Linked DNA regions of Ovis aries: region 2 is linked to region 1. The links are chromatin contacts, called in public Hi-C maps. All regions are on one chromosome and are shown on one strand. The core of a region is the stretch at or near the end of the contact, and the rest is flanking DNA. Distances in the headings are between cores, read along the strand shown.

The links. Hi-C and Micro-C count contacts between places; a contact is called where the count stands out from the background.
Region 2: a contact with region 1 is called in a Hi-C map of liver, with 2.1 times the contacts expected there. The contact joins two enhancer-like sites. A contact is called at or near these places in 3 of 16 Hi-C or Micro-C datasets (liver, omental adipose tissue and tail adipose tissue).

The regions. Positions count from the first base shown.
Region 1 is chr21:37,357,426-37,361,248 of ARS-UI_Ramb_v3.0, forward strand. All of the region lies in intron 5 of AHNAK (AHNAK nucleoprotein), which reads right to left. Among named protein-coding and RNA genes, the nearest start is that of SCGB1A1, 23 kb to the left of the region's middle. Within about 2 kb of position 1,551, at least 33 of the 54 cell types and tissues checked have an H3K27ac peak or open chromatin away from gene starts, as enhancers often do. A contact at or near this core is called in liver, where this site is marked.
Region 2 is chr21:37,394,467-37,398,501 of ARS-UI_Ramb_v3.0, forward strand. All of the region lies in intron 4 of AHNAK (AHNAK nucleoprotein), which reads right to left. Among named protein-coding and RNA genes, the nearest start is that of AHNAK, 47 kb to the right of the region's middle. Within about 2 kb of position 2,450, at least 9 of the 54 cell types and tissues checked have an H3K27ac peak or open chromatin away from gene starts, as enhancers often do. A contact at or near this core is called in liver, where this site is marked.

The DNA of each region.
Region 1 (3,823 bases), core at 301-2,800:
TCTCGTCTCAAGAGCTGTGGGTTTGACAGCCCGCTCTGCTCAGCCAGCCTCCAATGGTACTGCTTTCCTGGTGGGACACGAAGGACTGTCCTTCCTGGGCAAATAGGGAACGTTTTCAGAGAATACTCATAAATGAGATCCAGAGGACTCACTCCAAGCCCCAGGCATATAATGACAAATAACAAGAGGGGATTCGAACCAGCCACCAAACCCCACTGTGCCCAGAGATTTCTCAGAAGATGGGAATCAGATGTCATTGGCCTGCAAGTGTCTAGCTGGCTCCTGGGCGCCACCTCCCCCAGAGCTGGGCGGGTGCCCAGCTGAGGAAGCCTGAGCCTCTCAGGGCATTGTTCTCTCGCAGAAGAGGATCTCGAAAGCAGAAGGAAATTAGAAACAACCATACGATGAATACCAGATTCTCCTCTCTCCCTGCTTCGGCTGCCAGGAGATTAAGCAGCGAGGCTGGCTGACAGCGCACCCCACCCAGCAGCTGCAGGCCCTCCAGGACAGCCACTCCACGGGAAGGGCTGGTCCCCCAGGCCTCGCTGTTCCCTGCTGCTATCCACGGTGTCCATTTTCCTCCTCCACTGAGATGCTGGTGGTTCCTTGAGGGCACGTCTGGAGCTTCCTTCCCACAAGGCACAACAGGGATAAGCTCCAGGCACCCTGTGTTTGTTGACTGAGTGACTGATTCCCTCTGGGCACCCGTCTAAGCACTTCCCAGGTATAAACTCACTGACTCTCCCCATAGCCACCCTGTGGGGGAGAAATTATCATGAGTCCCCTCTTAGAGATGATGAAGTGGGGTCCAGGCAACCCAGCCAACGGGGCTGGACTGATCCAATGTGGCAGGTTTGACGGGATCAGACCATCCTGCTCCTCACTTCTCACCAACGTCAGCCTCCCCCAGCGACTCCGTGAGATGTGTATGAAGCCCAAAGTCCTACCCCAGGTGCTGGATAAGGAGGGTGATCCCTGGACAGATGTATTCCCTTCAGAACCCACACCCCAGAGACAGCACAGGCTGGGGATGGACATGAAGGAGTTTTTGAGGAGGTGTCAATCTTACCAACTCAGCAGACGCACACTCCTGCTAAGAACTTTCCCTTAAAAATGCATTTTTTTTTCCTGTTGGGGCTAATATTCATTTTAACGTAATGTTGTGTTATATGCCGCCTACGTAAGCAGACACGAGCCTCCAGTGTTGTGGAATACTGAGCTCTTGCCTCTAGTCAAACTGCTGTTTGCTTTCTGCTGCAGCCATAGCTACGATTGGAATAAACAGAGGGGAGAGGTTTGGCTCCCAGTCCTACTAGCTGGGCGCTGGGCCACCATTCCCCCAAACAAAGGGGAAAGATGCCAGGAGTGACGGACCAGGGCTAATGGGGAAGAAAAACACTCTTCTATTCCAGGGGCTACTGAGTAGGGTCACAACTCCCCAGAGAGGGGTGGGGAGGGGGCAGGGAGGCATTCCCTTAACCCCTGTGTGGAGCCAGCAAGTTCTCTAACTGTGGGCAGCAGAGGGAGGAGCCGGGCGCCATGACCCACAGCCCTGCACATGATGTCAGGCTTGGAAGGTGCCAGCGAATCCCAGCTTGTCCGTGATGGGCCTGGACCTGGATCCCAAGGCCTCTCTGTCCAGCCCGCGGCTCTCGCTGTCCACCCTGCTGGCCACTGGCTTCAGGATCTGATAGCCCCATGCTGTGTGTGCAGTGACCTCCACCCTCGGGATCATACTGCGTAGTAGCCGTGCCTCTGACCTTGTCCTGGGCTGCTGCGTCCATCTGAACAAGAAAATCCAAGGATAGGCTTTGTTCTTGGGCTCTCCAGTGTACGATCACACAAGCGTGATCTGTTTCTTTAGAGTCTGGTATGTTGCTGTTTTTCAGTCGCTAAGTCAAGTCCGACTCTTTGCAACGCCATGGACTCCAGGCTCCTCTGTCCTTCACTATCTCCGGGAGTTTGCTCAAATTCCAAGTCCATTGAGTCAGCGATGTTATCTAATCATGTTATTTAACCATCTTATCCTCTCCGGCTCCCTTCTCCTTTTGCCTTTAATCTTTCCCAGCATCAGGGTCTTTTCCAACGAGTCAACCCTTTGCATGAAGCGGCCAAAGTATTGGAGCTTCAGCATCAGTCCTTCCAATGGATATTCAGGGTTGATTTCCTTTAGGACTGACTGGCATGATCTCCTTGCCAGTCCAAGGAGATCTCTTGAGAGTCTATTATATCAAATGTTAAGACAAAGGTTGATGTAAAGATCAGGGTTACGGATTCAATTTCTAAATAAGCCCGTGGTCATATCAAGGGAAATAAGGAATTTTCATTCCCCCAGGGGTCTTCACCATCTTGCCCACCTCCAGTCTCAGAAGGCATCTGAGTCTTTTTAGAAAAACCTCCCCTGTGTTCCAGTAACAGCCAGCACCTCTTGTGCAGTGATCTCACCTGCCCCCCCCCTCGCCCCGGTTTCTTTCAGGGCACAGTAATCAACTGCAATCTTGCTTCAAAATCCTTACCTCTCTTTCCTGCTGGCTTCTTCTGCTCTGCCTATACACACCTTCAGGTATGCCTCGAATGAAAATTCCTGTGTCTGCCTCCTGTGCCCAGAGAGGTCCCATCTCTCCTCTCGCCTTGAACTCCAAACTTCCCAGTAGCCCAATTTCATCTCCTGAACTTCCCCCTGGGGATTCCTAAGGCCCCTGCAGTTTACAACCCAGCCTGGCTACTCAATGGGAACTGCCTCTCAAGAGTCACAAAAATCTAGAAGCATTGAAGCTCACAGCCACTTCTCAACACCCATTCCATTTGACTTCCTTTTGGCAACGAACCCAACAGAAAAGATTTTTCCTTGCAAGAGGTACGTGGGGCAAGCACTGCTTGTTGCCTATTCAAAGCCATTTCCCTTCTCCTTAGCTGGCAGACTCCCAGCTTGGTTCAAACACAGGAAGGAGATTCTTTTATTTCAGCTTCTAGTCCAACAGTAACATGGGTCCTTTCTGACCAGTGGGACACAGGTGGAGATCAGCTGGGGTCTTCTGGGGACAACCCCCCACCACCACCCAGCCCCACAAATAAAGGGAGACATGAGGACAAGATGCTGTTTCCTGCTCTGCCCAAGCGGCTCTGTGTCCTGTCTTTGAACTTAGCCGTGTGAGAATGTGATTCCTGAAGCTGAGGGAAGGTCAAGAGGACCTCGGTGACATTGACCAGAGGTCTGCTACTGGCCATCTTAACCACGAGAAAAATAATCCCTCTTACTCACAGACCGAGAAACAAACTTAGGGCTACCAAAGGGGGTGGGTGGAGGGATTAAAAGACGCTTACTCCTTGGAAGGAAAGTTATGACCAACCTAGACAGCATATTAAAAGGTAAAGACACTACTTTGCCAACAAAGGTCCATCTAGTCAAGGCTATGGTTTTTCCAGTAGTCATGTATGGATGTGAGAGTTGGACTATAAAGAAAGCTGAGTGCCGAAGAATTGATGCTTTTGAACTGTGGTGTTGGAGAAGACTCTTGAGAGTCCCTTGGACTGCAAGGAGATCCAACCAGTCCATCCTAAAGGAGATCAGTCCTGAATGTTCACTGGAAGGACTGATGCTGAAGCTGAAACTCCAATGCTTTGGCCACCTGATGCGAAGAGCTGACGCATTTGAAAAGACCCTGATGCTGGGAAAGATTGAAGGCAGGAAGAAAACGGAACAACAGAGGATGAGATGGTTGGATGGCATCACCGACTCAATGGACATGGGTCTGCGTAAACTCTGGGAGTTGGTAATGGACAGGGAGGCCTGGTGTGCTTTGGTTCATAGGGTCACAAAGAG
Region 2 (4,035 bases), core at 1,200-3,699, 38 kb after region 1:
AACAAGAGAAACCACCGCAATGAGAAGCCCGCACACCGCAACGCAGAGCAGTCCCCACTCACCACAGCTGGAGAGAGCCCACACGCAGCAGCGAAGACCCAGCGCAGTCAAAAATAAAAACAATAATAAAGTAAATAAATAATAAATTTTAAAAAATAATAGTGCATAAATAAAACCAGGGGCCCACCTTTATACCCCACCGCATCCCTGTCTAGCCCACCCCTTGCTTGGAAGCTCTGTCTGTAGAAGCGATAACAGGATCTTAAGAAGGGAGCTGGCATCAGCTGAAAGACATCCTTTTGCTAAAGTCCAGTGACCCTCAAATAACGGAGACGGACAATGCCATGTCAGGCGCCTCAGTGCAGCCGACCCAGTCTCTGTCCTCAAGGATTTGGCAGTGGCAAAAGAACAGAGATGAGGTGCAATTCAACACTGAGGAGCAAGATGCTGTCAAGTGGAGAATGCATAGAAAGGAAGGTGTGAGTTACTGTCCAATGCGCATCTTTTCCTGCACCACGCTGAACTGGGCACCGTGGGGCAGGAGGGCTAACCAGCGGATTGGATTCCATGAAAAGAGTCCCTAAAATCTACGTGGTAGATCTCCAATGCAGGGGACCCAGCATCTCGAAGTAGGGGTCCCATCAGGACAGAAAGCCTATATGAGTGCAGGATTCCCTGGGCAGTGTCAGAATCCTGTCCGGCAGCAACATGGAAACCAATGTGTGGAGAACACAGTTAACATCAATAGCTTCCATGGGCTGTTTTTTTCATGTGTTCGCTCTTTCAGTTAAATGACACAGTGAGTCCCCTACATACAAACGAGTTCCTTTCCAAGAGCACACTCACAAGTCCAACAAAGTTAGCCTAGGTACCTGGCTAACACAACTGGCTATATAGTACCGGACTGTAATAGGTTTATAATACTTTTCACACAAATAATATATTTTTAAAAAACACAAAAATAAGCGTTTTAATCTTACAGTAAAGTACCTTGAAAAGTACAGTACTGCAGTATAACAGCTAGCATACAGGGGCTGGCATCGAGTGAACAGGCAAGAAGAGTTACTGACTGGAGGAGGGAGGGGACGTGGGAGGTGGTAGAGCTGAAGGATCGTCAACAATAGGAGGCGGCAAGCACACGGGCATCTTTGAAAGTTCACAGCTTGAAGGTCCCTAGTAAGGGACTCACTGTACTTGCACTTCTTTAACAGCCAGTGGCATGAAAACTGAGACAGAGACCTTTAAGTAAGTTGCCCATGATCACACAGCTGGGAAGTCATAGAGCTGGGATTTGAAACCAGGCCATGTGGTTCAGGAACCCACACTCAAAACCATCAAACCATCCACTCACATTTTGCAGCATATATTAGAAAATATGAAAGGAGAAAAAAAAAAAAAAGTCCAAGGCAAAGTTACCAGTATCTCCAAAAGAAGAAGTTATCCTGAAGAAAGTATGGTCCTAAGCTAATTACATAGATTATATTGCTGTGTCCTGTTGGCAAACTTGTAGCCAAAACTTGAGTGCTTTAGAAATAACAGAATAATACTACCATTAATAAACCATCAAAAAAAGATTCTAAAAAAAATAAATTAATTAAATTAAATTAAAAAAAAAAGATTCTGTAGCGGTTGGACTGGATAAAGGGGTAAAAGACAAATTTGTTTTCAGCTGACTTTAGGAAAGGAAATAAATCATCCGGCAATGAATTTCTGATACAAATAGGAAATTAATCTGAAACCATCAAAACAAGCCACACTGCCTTAAAATCCTGTGTTCTCTCTAACAACTGTAAACCTTGGACAGAAACCTAAATTCAGCCGTACTACGTAGTGAGTCCAATTCAATCCCCAAAGATAAACATTAAGGCACTAAATGATTTTAAGCTATACCATGTTAGTAATAGAGAACCAAGCCCAGAGAAAACTTTCAGGGAGAAAAATCCTTTCACAGCCACCATTTCAGCATTTTCCTGAATACAGGTGATGAGGGAAATGGAAGAAAGAACCCAAGATGTTGAGGTGGGCACAGGGAAGAATCATGAAATTAAATGATGTAAGATTGTAAATGCTCTTAAAGTTTTTCTTTTTAAAAGGAACTCCTTGGGACCTCCCTGGTGGTCCTTTGGTTAAGACTCCACACTTCCACTGCTGGGGACACTGGGTTCAATCCCTGGTCAGGGAACTAAGACCCTGTATGTTTCCTGGCATGGCCAAAAAAATTTTTTTAATAATAAATAAATAAAAGGGAATCCTCTGTGGAAAACATTGGACTAGGTGACCGGTGAGCTTGGGAAAAACTAAGACAAGGTCCAGCCAGTGATACAGCTTCTGATGTACCAGAAGATAGGCCAAGCAAGGGACAAGCTAAAGACTTCTGCTGACGTGTCCGGCACTGATCAAAGGAGAAACTTCTAGAGGCCAGGCTGAGAATGCACTGCTGTGTCAGACCGGACAATCAGCCTCGTCATTCCAGGACATGACCACTGTGTGGCAGGAAAGGACGTGGAGGAAGGGCAGGCTGTGACCAAAGAACTCGCTGGAGCCACTCCAGAGAAGAGAGGATACGTGGTACGGGGGAGGGGAGCCATTCCACAGGGGGCCTCCAAGACCCCAGATGCTGGTTTTTTAACATGGATAAGACTGTAGAGAACTGTGTGGAGAAAACTGATATATAACTATATTCCCAAGCAAAAGAGTAGAGACCTCCTTACTCACTCAGTGTAAAATAGTAACCAAGCACATAGCGGTTAAATGGTGCTATTACTATACATGTGATTATGTTACTAATGTGAATCACTCACAATTTCCTGGCCAAGAAGACCGAACTGAAATTTTTATTCTAACATTGAGATCATGTTTTTTTTGACCAACAGATTGGTGAAAAATAACAGAGCTCAATAAAAATCAATAAGGATATAGAGAAAGCATGGGCTTTCATACCCAGAATGTGCAAGAATACAAGTCTTTGGGGAGGGTGATTGGGAGCAGCTGTTAAAATGCGACATGCACGTGCTCCTTTGCTCAGCAATTTCACAGCTAGGTAGTCAAGTAAAATCCTTCTACGTGTGCTCAAAATGGCACGTGCCAGGCTGTTTGTAGACATGGGAAATACCATACAATATACAGTACTTCATTTGGGCCATGCAATAATTCACAGCAGTGAAGGAGAATGACACCGATCTGTCTCTACCTACACAGAACATCTCCACAACATCTCGTTAAGGCAGAAAAAAAAAACATATTGCAAGACAATATGGTATAGTCTTATTTATGATTTCTTTTAACCCACCAAATTGTAAACATCTGGATTATTGAACAGATATGTCAAAAAACTTCAAGTAATGTCTGCAAGGGGGCCACGCCAAGGTGATGACAGTGGTCAGCACTACAGAGGACTGTGCAAATGGGTTTGAGACAAGGAGAACGTACCTTGTTTAAGATTTTTACAAAAATTAATTGCTACACAGCATAATTAAAAATTAAGTCTTTGGAAATATTAGCTCTGAAAATGTCTACCTGCCCACCCAAGTGTCCATCAGCATCGGGAGGGTGATTATTCCAACAAGAGGAGGGTCATTCAACAGATATTTATTGAGTACCCTGCTACAGGGCTAGGCACTGTTCTAGACTCTGAGGAATCTTCAAAATATCTGACTTCAGGGGACTTTCCTGGTGGTCTAATGGTCCCCTTGCAATGCAGGGGACATAGGTTCAATCCCTAGTCAGGGAACTAAGATCCCACATGCCACTGGGTAACTAAACCCGTGACCATCACAAGAGAAGTCCATGCGCTGCAACAAAGACTCAGTGCAGTGGCTAACATATGTATTAGTTATATATATATAAGCCTTCATGAAGTTTACATTATAGAGGAGCTTATGGTATCAGTTCCTTTGTCGACGGCAGAGGGGTCTCTGGTAGAGAGGCAGGGGTTGATAAAATATGCCCAAGTCAGGGTCAGCTCTTTGAGGCCAGGGAAAGAGGAAAAGGTGTCTGCAGTTGGTCAGCTGCAATGCCACTACCCAGGCCTCATGG